2 separate regions of the Lactuca sativa genome follow, and region 1 is linked to region 2. A link is a contact called in public Hi-C data. All regions are on one chromosome and are shown on one strand. Each heading gives the region's core, a stretch centred on a gene start, on an enhancer-like site or on the middle of the called end of the contact. The rest is flanking DNA. Distances are from core to core; before and after follow the strand shown. Region 1 holds the start of LOC111897285 (COP1-interacting protein 7). Region 2 holds the start of LOC111897247 (PRA1 family protein D).

What was found. A called contact is a pair of places that touch in the nucleus more often than the background predicts.
Region 1: a contact with region 2 is called in a Hi-C map of leaf, with 8 times the contacts expected there. The contact joins the promoter of LOC111897285 here to the promoter of LOC111897247 in region 2. A contact is called at or near these places in 4 of 4 Hi-C or Micro-C datasets (bud, leaf and seed).

What each region holds. Positions count from the first base shown.
Region 1 is chr5:186,740,032-186,743,804 of Lsat_Salinas_v11, reverse strand. It overlaps LOC111897285 (COP1-interacting protein 7), which reads right to left and starts at 2,101. Exons shown (of 12, transcript XM_023893249.3): 1 at 1,755-2,101; 2 at 1,217-1,396; 3 at 977-1,088; 4 at 796-894; 5 at 656-705; 6 at 383-535; 7 at 82-293. The coding sequence starts at 1,813.
Region 2 is chr5:186,261,798-186,265,548 of Lsat_Salinas_v11, reverse strand. LOC111897247 (PRA1 family protein D) reads left to right here and starts at 1,824. Exons shown (of 1, transcript XM_023893211.2): 1 at 1,824-2,713. The coding sequence starts at 1,839. The coding sequence ends at 2,522.

The DNA of each region.
Region 1 (3,773 bases), core at 852-3,351, 480 kb before region 2:
GGATTTGGTCAACCATATCACAAAAAAGTATAGAATATTAACATCAAAATGATAAAGATCAATTGGTTTATAAATCCTTACCTGCATTTGGATCACTGGATGTTTTTTCTTTAGTTTCTGGAGTTGTAGCCTCACTTCTGAGTTCATTATTATGACTTGAAAGCACAATTCCAGATGCATTTATGGCAGAATAATCTGATCTGGTGGAAATTGCATCTTCTGGTTCTATTTCAACCCATTGTCCTGAATCATGTTTCTGCTTCCATAAATCCATGTACCTCAAACAAGCACTCCTATTGTATATGAACCAAAAAAAAGTCAAAAGAATCTGCCAGGTTGTCAATTTTTTAAAAAAAAAATGTTAAAAATATAATCTACTTACATTAGACGTGATGCACCGAAACATTCAGCAAAAGATAACAAATTTGCCACATGGTCAATTTCAAATCCAGCAGCTACAGCACGTGCAAAAGCCATGCCTTGTTCTTTCTTCAGCACTGTTTTGCGTGTCTCAAGAACATTTAAGAGCTGGACTCTGAATGTTATACATGTGAATAAGAATTTAGTAGTTTTACATATAATCCTGTTTTTATATATAAATTGGGAAGTATTCGGTTTTCACACTGAATCAATTCAAGAAAGGAAGCACCAATACTTTGAATTTCCCTCCTTGCCACTGGAACTGCTAGTCTCCTGAACACCAGGCTGCCAAAAGGGGAAAAAGGAAAAAGGTAGTTAATAAAAAAAATGATAAGATACATGAGAAAATGAGTACATTGGTGATTTGTTTGTTACCTTATAAAGGACAATTGCCTTATCCTCATCAGTATCATGTCCAGGTTTGTTACCTTCATTGACTGACATTGCTAGAGGCTTTACATGTTGGTCTTCTATCTGCAATGATGAAAGCTTGAATTAAGAACAAATAATTCCGAAATATGATATAGTTAAATGTATATATGGTCATAAGGCTCACCATAATATCATTGTTTCCTTGAATGGCAATTGCTTCTTCTATCTGTAGGATTTCAGATTCTATAGTGTAGACACGTTCAAGAATCTCCGGGGTGCTCACAAAGCGAACAAAACTATAATCAACAAAGATATTAGGTTATCTTTTTTCCTTTTCTTCAATCTTCTCTACTAGTTTTAATAGGTTTTTACCAAAATGACTAATGCAAAAAACATTAAAGAACCAAGAATAAATAATACAGACCTTTCAACTGTACACTTTGTAAACCATGTTGCATTACTGCCAGATTCTGGTTGAAGCAAAACTGAATAACCACCTTCTGCAATCTGATCCTGAGCTGTCTTTAGGTGCGCAATAAAAGGGTTCAGCAAACCAGAAGCGATCTTCTCTTTCTTATCATTTGCGATGATGTATAAATCACACCTGGTAGTTTTGCAGGAGTAACGTTTAAATTCAAATTTCAATGCGAGCATTTCTCAATCCTTTTGATACTCATGCTAAACTATCCTTCTATTGCATTGGATGATGGTATCTGCTTATTTGTTTTCTAGGTTTTAAATGCTTCAACAGTGACGAAATAAATAACAATGATAAATCGAGCATACATCACACAAATTTGTCCACATTCATAGTAGGTCAAATGCCTGTGGAATAAGTTCTAACAGAAGTAACACTCGAACATCACGGAATTAAATGTTAACATATATGAAGTACAGCCACAGGACAAAGTGCAGTTCGGAGCTTAGCACATACAATAACCAAAAAACGCGTACAAACTTACCTTGTTCTTGTTGGCGTGAGTTGAAATACGGCGGAGTCCAAACGAGTCTTCGACTTCATTTTTGCTTGAAAATCCGATCAGATAGAAAGAAAAGCTGTAGACATCGATCTTTTCTGGACCTTGTAATTGTCAATATTTTGAGACATTCAAATCAACATTTGGACAAATCTGATAAGAAAAAAGAAGCAGAAAGTCGAATTGAAGTTTGATGAGCGAGCTACTGTTGCAGAGCTAAAGCAGAAACTTAAAAGATCCTTTAATGGCTGCTGCATTGAGAAAGAAAGAGAGAGAGAGACCGGAGAGCATCCAAAGTGCCTTTTTTTTTTTTCTCTCTCGACTGCTTCCTGCAAAACGTTATACCTACACCCCCCTATATGTTGGCGTATTCTCCAGTAAGAACCCTCAATATATCAAATTTGACTGAATATTAAAAAATACTCCCAAATTAATTATCTATATTTGACTTTTCAAAGTATTTATTTTTTAACTTTAATCTCAAATATTTTTCTTTTTGATATATAATACTTGATGCAAAATATATGAATGAATTGTATTTTAAATTTTTTTTATTGTTATAAGTTTCATCAAATACTATTTAACACAAATAAAAATATTTAAGATCAAAGTTAAAGAAAAATATTTCAAAAATAAAAATAGTCAATTAATTTGGGACGGAAAGAGTATAAATTACCAGAAAAGTTAAAAGACTAATATCAGAATTGTGTTTTTTAATTTTTTTTATTTGATCATTTTAGTTTTTTTTTCCTTCAAAAAAGCCTGTTTAATATGAGGATTTTTAAACAAAAAGTTTTGAATTTTTCAGAAAAAAATAAAAAGTGGAAGGTTTTATCGAAAAAATAAAAATAAAATATTAAGATTTTTTCAAAAGAAAATGAAAAATACATTGTAAAACACAATACATAACTTTTTCTATTATATTAGCAAAAGAATAATAATAATAATATACGTCAACTTATTACATCATAAAAAAATGAACAGCCCAACGATTTGGTTTAAATTAGATAATTTTTAAATCTAATTTAAATTTTAAACCAAAATGATTTCTAGAAAGATTGATTGACTATAATGGACGGGGGACTTTTATGACATTTGACTAAAAGTAAAGGGGGCAACGGTGGTGAACAAACAAAGAAAAGGGAGCAGGATATAAAATTACAGAAGCCGACACGTGGTTGACATTATGCGCCAAACTTTTTTATGGGAAGTTGTGATATCAGAAGAGTTTTGGGTTTTACTGCACAAATCCTTTTAACAAAAAGATGATAATAAGAATCTCTAATTTTACATTAAAAGATTTTATGTTATTTTTTCTAATGCGACAAAAAACTATACTGCTATGTGCATTAGTAATCCGTAGTGTACATATATAACAAAAGAAAAATTAGAAAATAATGGTCAATTACATGATCAGTTTATATTACATGGAAACTATAATTATAAAAATAATTAAATTTTGTAGTAAAATTTATAATTATTAATTAATTATTTTAAATAAATTATTAATTAAACATGATTTTATTGAATTTTTAATATAGAAATATAATTAATTATCGACAATTATAAACGAAACTTATTATATACGAATTTAAATTTCTTTTAAAAATTAGAAATCAAATAAATAATTGTCTAACTTATTATCAATATCAATATATTTTAAAAACTAAAAAATGATGGAAAAATATGAAGTATTATTTTATAGAGCATTTGAAAAAAAAATGTATATCACGAAAAACTGACAAAGATACTAATAATTATTATTTTATTATTATAGGAAATTTAGTTTTTTTTTTGTAAGTTTTAACCATTTTCAATAAAACAAAAATGATATCTTGTTATCTTATTAATAATAATAATAATAATAATACCCCAAATTTCTGATTATGTTTTCTTCAAATAGAATTTAACATTATATAACTCATAAAACTATTCGTTGTTAAAAATTGGATTATTTCGGATTGATAATAAATTAATAAAAACTAAAATGGTTGATCGTACTAC
Region 2 (3,751 bases), core at 575-3,074:
TTTATTTTACCTTCTATTTTTGATTTGATATAAAATTTAACCTAAATGGTAAATATTTTTAAAACCACATCATTTTTGTAATATCTTTTTTAAATACACTACTTTGTAAAAAAAATTAAAAATTTTAAAAATAAATAAATAAATAAATAAAAACTCCATAATTGACAAGGAAAAAAAACATCATCATTTTATAGAATTTTATTGTTTAATATGTTAAATATAAAAATTAAAATTATTAGAGACTAAAAATACTAGAGATAGAGACCAGTAACATTAATTAGAACACAATCTTCAATGAAATTTGCTCCACGTATTACAAGAATTTAAAACATGAAAAATAGGAGTAACTTTGATCGACACCAATAGTATTGTTCTTGTCTCATATACATAGAATTGTTTGATAATTATGCTACCAAAACGGCTCTTAACATGTCAGTGGTCAATTTAAATGCCTATAATGGTTATAAATATTGCTTTAAGGAAATTTAACTGAATCTATTAATATATACCATGATTGATGGACTTAATAAAAACGGAATTTGACTTATTATGTTAACGATTTTGTTGGATAACCTCGTTTTTTTGTATATATATCTAGATAACGAATTTGTTGGAAATGTTCACATATCTAGATAACTTGTTACAGACGGTCGGTCATAGTAGTCATATATGAATACTTTCAAAAAGTTTGTTATCTAAATATGTAAAAAAAATATAAAAAAAAACGAACACAATTCCCTAGATATAAACAAAATGGAAAGACCTTGATAAATCACCTAAATTATTTTGGGAAAATGACTTATACGGGTAACTATGTTTCAAAATTGTTCAAAAAATATCATTCAAGTTTGGTGTGTCTAAAAAACATCATCCAAGTAAAGCATTTGTACAAAAAACACCAACGAAGTATATTCTTTGTTCAAATTTGACCTTGTGGTAACCGGCAATTACCAGTAAAAAATAAGTAAAGGAAAAAAAAACAAGAGAAAATGACTCAAATGGGTAATTATGTTTTAAAATCGTTCAAAAACACCATCGAAGTTTGGTATGTTCAAAAAACACCATTCAAGCAAACATTTTGTACAAAAAACACCAACAAACTATATGTTTTATTCAAATATTACCCATCCGTAACTGACTCTTACATGTTAAATGATAACTTGGCTTAACTATTATGACATGGCATAATAATTATTGACAAAACAACAAATGATATTTTCCTCCTTTAAAAATCTATTTAGGGTTTCTTCATGAACGAATGACTTCTTCTTCTCCTATGATTGCTCTTCTTCTTCTAAAATGATGATCTCAAACTCAAGTCCAGAACCCTAATTCTTGACTTAAGGTAAAAAGGGCTTCATTACCCCTGCCTCAATGGGCCTCCCTCCCCCTAAGGCCCAAATTCATAAAAAGCCCAAAAAGGCATCCAAGCCCAACTACAAGGACTCTAAGGCCCAATATGGCCCAAGAACCCCCAACATGGCGTTAAGCCCAAAAAGTTTACTTGGATGGTGTATCTTGAACATACCAAACTTAGATGGTGTTTTTTGAACGATTTTGAAACATGGTTACCCCTTTGAGTCATTTCCTCTTGTTTTTTCCTTTACTTATTTTTTACTGACAATTATCGGTTACCATCAAATTTGAACAAAGAATGTACTTCATTGGTATTTTTTGTACAAATACTTTATTTAAATGGTGTTTTTTGGAAACACCAAACTTAAATGGTATTTTTTGAACGATTTTGAAACATACTTACCCATATAAGTCATTTTCCCAATTATTTTCTTAAAAAACTTTGTTGATCGATTAAAAAAAAGATTTATTTAAGCTCTCTAATGATAAATGACAATTTTCTTGAAAAGGTAAAATTTGAGGAACAACTTTTTATATGCAATTTGTTTCTCTGCTCCATTGATTCCCGTGGTGGATTCTTTCTCAAGAACGAATCGCAGATGACGACGCCCTCAACAACCACACCATCACCACCACCACCACCACCACCATCCACGACCATCACCGCCGCCCAAATCCGCCACGCGATCCGTCCATGGTTCAGCGACTTCCTCTCCGTCTCTTCCCTCTCTCTCCCAATCTCCTTCCAGGAACTCTCTCTCCGTATCCAGAAAAACCTATACGCCTTCCGAGCCAACTACCTCCTCATCTCATTACTTATCTTCATGCTAACCCTAATTACCCGCCCAATTACCTTAATCTCCTTCCTTGTTATCATTGTCGCTTGGATTTTCCTCGTTAGGGATGAGCCTTTGGTTGTTTTCGATTTTGAAATCGGTCAACGATTGCTTGTGATTTCGTTGCTCGCGGTTACTGCTTTTGCCCTAGCTGTAACTAGGGTTTGGTGGAACGTTTTTCTGTCGTTCTTGATCTCGATACTTGTTGTTTGCTTGCACGCGATTTTGAGGACCCCTGATGACGCTGATGACATGGAATCGCCATATGGGGCATTGCTATCAGTTGTTGATGACGATGGGCCTGGAAGAGGACCATATACTCTGGTGTGATCTGTTGCCAATCAGGTTAGTGATCTTAGAGATTGGATTTTCAGAAACAATGTACTTGCATTATGTAGATTGATTGCCAATGATATTCGTTAGATACTTACATTTGAATTAGGCAATTAGCAAACCTTTTGGTGTAATTTGTGCCCTGTTTGTCTATCATTTTGCTCTATAAGATTTCATTGACTGCTTGATTTTGGGTGCTTTATTGTATCTTTAGGGTTTTTGATTGTAGAAATTATTACTGTGTTAAGTATGCCTATGAGCCTATCCCACAAAGAAAAACCAAAGACAATATCAAATGCAGCCTTCTTTTTACCAGAATTAGTTTCTTTCTTTTTCATTGAGTTGCAATGATTGACCATATCAATACTTCTTCCATCAAAAAATGAACACAACAAGAGTAACATTGAATTTCCTTTTGGATGAGACCAAGTAATGAATTGTATATTTTTGTAGATTAAGATGGATGATTAATACTATCCTTTCGACTTCACATTTCGGTCTTCACGAAATGTGTTTATAAGATAACCGACTTCGAACAAAAAGTCCACTTTTGAAATAGGAAATTTATGATATGTGTGAGTTTCAACTACTGATATAGAAAATAAATAGTAATGGTATTCTTTCAATTATATTTTCTATCTTTTTCAAAGCTCATATGAGCTTTGAGTATATCAACGGTCGCTTTTTATTTTACAATATATATATATATATATATATATATATATATATATATATATATATATATATATATATATATATATATATATATATAATTTTTTTACCATTAGAAAAAGAGTTTTTTTTGAAGTTCGATCCAACCATTTATGTGTCTTGTAGATTATGTCCATGTTGGCATTTACATTTTATGACATTTCATTTTACACCATACTTAGATACTAAAGAAGTGTTTGGCTTAGTTTTTTAGAAGGCAAAAGTCATTTTAATAAAAGTTGTAAAAAATCATGTTTACCTAACTTTTCCAAAAAGTTCATTTTCCTTATATCAAAAAGTAGCTTCCAAAAAGTTCATTTTCCTTATATCAAAAAGTAGCTTTTATAAGATCTGTTGTTTTTACCAAAACTCTTTTAGCTTTTTATTTTTTCCTAAAAGCTAAAAGATGTTTTAAAAGATAAAACAAACACCCCCTAAATTGTTGTTGTTATATTATTATTATTATTATTATTATTATTATTATTATGTTGTGAATTGATTTAATTAAATATACA